Regions from separate parts of the Gasterosteus aculeatus genome. Here region 2 is linked to region 1. A link is a contact called in public Hi-C data. All regions are on one chromosome and are shown on one strand. Each heading gives the region's core, a stretch centred on a gene start, on an enhancer-like site or on the middle of the called end of the contact. The rest is flanking DNA. Distances are from core to core; before and after follow the strand shown. Region 1 holds the start of adam12b (ADAM metallopeptidase domain 12b). Region 2 overlaps adam12b (ADAM metallopeptidase domain 12b).

Region 1 (2,700 bases), core at 26-2,525:
CTCCTCATTTAAATGATGGCTGTGTTACCAGCGAGGCAATTTAAAAGAGTTATCCACATGGGAGGAATGCATTCCTGCCATCTGGGATGGTTCCAGATGATGAGCACAGACTGACAGGCAGTTGTATACGAGGAGAAGGACTCCTGTCAGTTAGCGTCGCTCTCTGAGGCACCGTGTCTCTCTCTGTGTCACATTGGTATCGCCGCTTAATATGCTGGGAGGCCCTTCGCTCCGCTTCGACCGACTCAGGTGCCCCGAGGGTGAGAGTGATATGTCTGGATTAGAAAAGGGGACACTGTACATCGAAGCTGTGGCACTCGTTGCATGCGTTGAGCCATTAGTCATTTCATTGTCAAGCCTTATTTTCTAGATGTCTATCTTCATGGCCATATATCTCATTAGCAGTACTGTGTTCCAGGGCTGTGATGTTTTAATCAATACAAATCTACGGTATCTTTCGCATGTCATCAGACACTGTGGGATATTCTTTTCAATCAAAGCAACCTCAGGTAAAGCAGGACATTTGGTTCTGTTCTCTGCAGTTTGAAGTATCAGTGGAGATGTGGCGTGAACTGACGCATGCACAGAGATGTCTGACTTTTTCTGCCCCGCAGCGGACACACGCTAAAAAAAGATTAGATTAAACTAGATTCAGGTAGTGTGCACAAAACACAGATGGGGACAGAGTGATGACTGTTTTGTCACAGTGTGTTTGTGCCTGGCTGGATACACAGATAGAGAAAAAGACGAGGCAATCTCATCACAGGGGTATTTAAGAAATAAGAAAAGAATCTTTGGGAATTTTATATATTTTTTGGGAATATTCACAAATTGAATCATGAAGTGTTTTTAGTTAATCTCGACATCACGAACGTTGTTCATGACAAAAGCACAATGTGCAGATAAGAATAGCTGAAACGTTCACAGCTTTATTTAAAATCTCTTACAAATACATTTTTTGTGAAATATTTTTTTTAAACGCTATCTTATAATCCCATCTATTTACATGCATAAATCTCATTCTACACATCGTAGTGCTTCGCACCACATTTTCCAGCAAATTACATTCCAAGCGTTGCCATAGTCACACCACGGTGGGAGGTGCGCTTCTAAAAATCCATCTATATATATGTATATATACATATATATATATGTATATATGTGTATAAATATATATATATACACATATTTATATTTATACATATATATATATATATATATATATATATATATATATATATATATATATATATATATATTTAGCCTTGGCGTATGGGTACTTGAGGAAAGAAGTTAACACAGTATTCAATTATTTGTGATTTTACCCATCCGGCTTTAGGACCCAGCGGAGCCTGAAGCGCACATGGCAGTGTGGCGGCTCCGGCCCTGGAAGGGATGACAAGTCCGCTTCACTACTCCGACATCCTCTCGCTCTGCCTCTTCTATCGCCTTTATTTTCGGTCATACCCGGTAGCCCTGCCGCGTCAGCAACATTTAGCCACCGCATGCATTTTGTACGCTTTTCCCCTTCACACCGCGCGCTCGCTCTCTCGCCGTCGCGAGGAAAAAGTTTTTTGACAGCTTCCCTTTCGGACTGACAGAGATGCCGCCGAGTGCGCCTCGGTGAAACTGCTATGACCTTTGTCTCCATCCCGTCACCTGTGTGAAGTGTGCGGTGCCGCTGCTGTCCCCCCACCTCCCCACCGCGGACCCCGGCTTCACCTCACGGCGCGCGGGCATCATGAGGACCTGGAGGCGGCGGAGGAACTTTGCCTTTCTGCTCTTCGCTCTCCGCGTCTGCTGCGTGTCCACGGCCACGGAGCACGGTGACGGCGGGGTTCACAGTGTGCGGGGGGGTGAGTACCCAACGTAACCCAACGTCACCTAACGTCACGTGTCGTTTGGACCATTCTGATGAAAACGAAGAAAAGTGATTTATTTTTGACGTATAATCCGGATGTGTGGTGTCATCAGTGGAGTTACCTTCATGTAGTTTATGGAAAATAACAATACACCAAATGAATAATCCCCTTAAAAGCTTTGTGGGAGGCTTAAGATGATGCACGCCAGTATGTGCGCGCCTGTTGTCATACGGCCCTTTGTGCTGCAATCATCTTGCAGTGCATTTTACATTTGGAACATGCAGAGGGGGGGTGTATCAGGGGAAGAGTGTCTTTATTTCATTTTTTTTAGATCAATATTGTTTTCCTGGATGGAACAATACAGGGAAGTGTTTGGATGGACGGATGGCTTTAACATCCAGGAGGATGCTGCCTTATCTTGATCTTGTAAACATAGACCAAACAGGATGTTGTTATTCATCAGCTAAACTGAATCTACTGGAGGAATAAGACAGTGATAACCGGGAATTGTCTCTAAGGGGACAGAGCACAAGCCAGGATACAAATGTTTTTGTGTGTTTGTTAGTGTATCTGTCTCTGTGTGTGTGTGTGTGTGTGTGTGTGTGTGTGTGTGTGTGCGCGCGCGTGTGTCTGCATCCAAAACCGCAAAGAAAGAAACCGAGACAAACATCCTTAGAGATTCACCCCTTTTAAGCTGTCGTCTTGTGTTTTAAGTTCTGTTTTTTATGGATCTTAACAAGTCCTTAAGTTGGGATACACCCGCTCCAGATCTGATAATGGTTAACAAGAAATTTAAATTACTTATCTCTTAATCTTAATTTGTCAGCTGATAACCACG
Region 2 (2,700 bases), core at 117-2,616, 56 kb after region 1:
AAGAATACCAATTACAGCGTGAGGTTATGTGCATCACAGTGCACGTGCGTCCTGGATTGTTCGAGTGGAGGCATCTGTCTCTCTGCCTCTTTGTTTTTGTCTGTGCAGTCCTTTGGAAAACATTGAAACATTGAAAACAACTGTTGTGCGTTTCCGGGGGAGTTTTTCTCGCCTTCAACTAAACCGTCCGTGAGATGCTCTGTTTGTTCAGTTGTACTTTTCTTATCCCCAAATTCTCATCGGGGCTGTGATTCAGAGCTGGAGTACAACGATCACACTAAGCCGCTCACATGGCTCCATCTGATTAAAGCGTCGTAGCGTTTCAACCTCTGCGGGGGCATCTTGTATTTTTAACTGCATCCGAAGTGCTTTAGGCTGATGTAAACAGAGAGTTTTGAGTTAGAGAAGTAATTCTCTCGCTAAAGAGACTACTACAGGGCACCGTGGCTCATGAATATTGTATTGCATAAGTGAATTGTTGCTGTTGCGGTTTGAATAACGACAAGCAGGCTTACAGTGGTTGCACGAAACAAACGACTTGAGGATTGCAGATTATTATCGTATTATTGATCATTATCATTCCAATCTGACATGCATGGTCAAAATGATGTATGGATCAAATGCATCTACACGTGTTTGTTGACCCTCTTTCTTCTGGAGCAGATCTATCAAAGTCCTCCCAAAGGGGTTGGATGGCGTTGAGGTCACGGCTCTCTCTGTTCAGGCCAAGAACGCCGTACTTTCTTTTGAAGCTTGCGTGATGAGCAACGAGACCGTAGAAACAAGTAAGCGTTGCCACACCGGCTACAGTCTCAAATATAACCGCTTGTTTCAGAACGAAGTCCGACCTCGTTTGGAAGCAAAGGGCCCAAACTGCAAAAGCACGTGAAACAGGCCTTCTTCGCTCCTCTGGTTGTGTAGTGAAGAAACACTTTGGTTAGACTGGAAATATCCTCCCTGCACAGTTCTGCTGACATGACACATTGCTGCACTCCGGCCATCTGGGAACGAGTCACTGAAAACTCCAAATGTTTAAAACTACGAGGCTCTGTTGATGTGACAAAGTCAGTCACGTCTCGACTGCACCCATGAATGTTTTAAACCTCCCAGTTGTCTAATTCTCACCCACGCGGAACACTTTCCTCTCTGTGTGCGTATTATTTGACTTTCGTCCACCTATTCCTCTGAGCGTGTTGTGTTGTGGGGAGGTTTTGGTGCATCGTGTGACAGTAGCTGGAGAGCTGGTAGCAGATGTTCATCGCTGCTGTAGATTAGTAACACATGACGGCCCCTCATGCAGATAACCTTCTCCGCTCACACAGCTCTGCCTCAGAGGTGGCGGAGACAAGAGGAGGAGGTTCGGGAGCAATCGATCTCCTGCGTGCTGTGGGAATGCAGGGAAGAAACTGATAACGCAGTGCCCTCTAGTGAAACGCGTCCGTCTTTGTCTCCAGATAGCTGCTGTGCAGCTAATCCATATCCAAAGGGAGGTAGAAGGGGACGTGATATACCATCCAGGTTTCCACAGAGTGCATCTGAAGATAAGAGCCGTGCGATTTGGCGTGTGTTTGTAATTCATTTCGCGTTTTCAAATGAGGATTTTTTTTCAATTTCTGCTTTGATAATAATTTAGTACAGGTTTAATCTTCCTTTGAAATCAGTTAATTAGGAAATAAATCTCTTGTTCCTCAAGACACGTGCTTGGTCGTGCACCTCCAGCATTGGATCCTGTATCATTGAAAACAGGACAAGGCTGTTCTGTTTCGTCGCACACACACAAAATAAAATCAGCGTATGCAGTTTTCCACCCGTTGGACTAAACGTGACGTTTCTCCTGCAGGACTTTGAGAAACCCAGTGCGCCTCAGAAACCGCTTCCTGCGGACCCACTGGGGAGGAGCTCTCGACGGGGCAACAGCTTCACAGCAGCCCGGGTCCACATCCCGGGAACCGGCCCCCTCCCCGTGCCCACCCCCACCGTGCCCAGGCCTCCTCCCACCATCCCTTTACCCAACAGGTGAGTGCAGCGTGACAGCAGATCCCACGCAGCTCCTGCCTCCTGCCTGCTGGAGTGATGGATTACGTGTCCATCGCGTAAAATGTTTTGTCTCACCCTTATTCGTGATTGGAGCTACAGGGCTTGAACCACGTTTGGCACCTGGTGCACAAGAGGAGGGAGGAGAGGGGAGGAGGGGAGGTGAGGAGGGGAGGTGAAGTGTTTTCTGTTCAGTTGCGAGCTCGATCCCAGATGGTTATTCTTCCATTGAAGTCTAAATGAATGATCATTGTGAGCATGAGGGACACTTGTATACAGCGTATTTTATTTAATTTAAAGTGTATTTAAATATTCACAATTGCATCCATACGAGTGCTGGTCTGATTAAAATGGCTTTAGTTTAATTTAATTTTTTACCTCCTTGGCGCCACACCTTGGACAGACCAACCATCTTTCCTCGGAAACTTAAAATTGGCTCATTTTTAGCGTATCCTGTTTTTTGAAACACAATGTCATTACGTATGTGACTTTATAGCTTTATTACACGGCTCTAGCTTGCTCTTGCGCCTCTTATATTGTTTCAACGGCATTCTGTTCAACCCTACCTAGATTACCGTTGTGACTTGTGATTATTCAGATTGATGCTACGAGGTGCCCAAAATGAGATATTTGACATTAGCTCATACTGTCGTGGACAGCAGGTAT

The links. A called contact is a pair of places that touch in the nucleus more often than the background predicts.
Region 2: a Hi-C map of whole body shows a contact between it and region 1, with 8 times the contacts expected there. The contact joins the enhancer-like site here to the promoter of adam12b in region 1. A contact is called at or near these places in 5 of 6 Hi-C or Micro-C datasets (liver, skeletal muscle, tail fin and 1 more).

Annotation. Positions count from the first base shown.
Region 1 is chr6:14,312,688-14,315,387 of fGasAcu3.hap1.1, forward strand. adam12b (ADAM metallopeptidase domain 12b) reads left to right here and starts at 1,276. Exons shown (of 23, transcript XM_040179101.2): 1 at 1,276-1,856. The coding sequence starts at 1,742.
Region 2 is chr6:14,368,740-14,371,439 of fGasAcu3.hap1.1, forward strand. adam12b (ADAM metallopeptidase domain 12b) reads left to right here. Exons shown (of 23, transcript XM_040179101.2): 22 at 1,841-2,016. Among protein-coding and RNA genes, the nearest start is that of LOC120820883, 16 kb to the right of the region's middle. Within about 2 kb of position 1,367, at least 1 of the 9 cell types and tissues checked has open chromatin away from gene starts, as enhancers often do.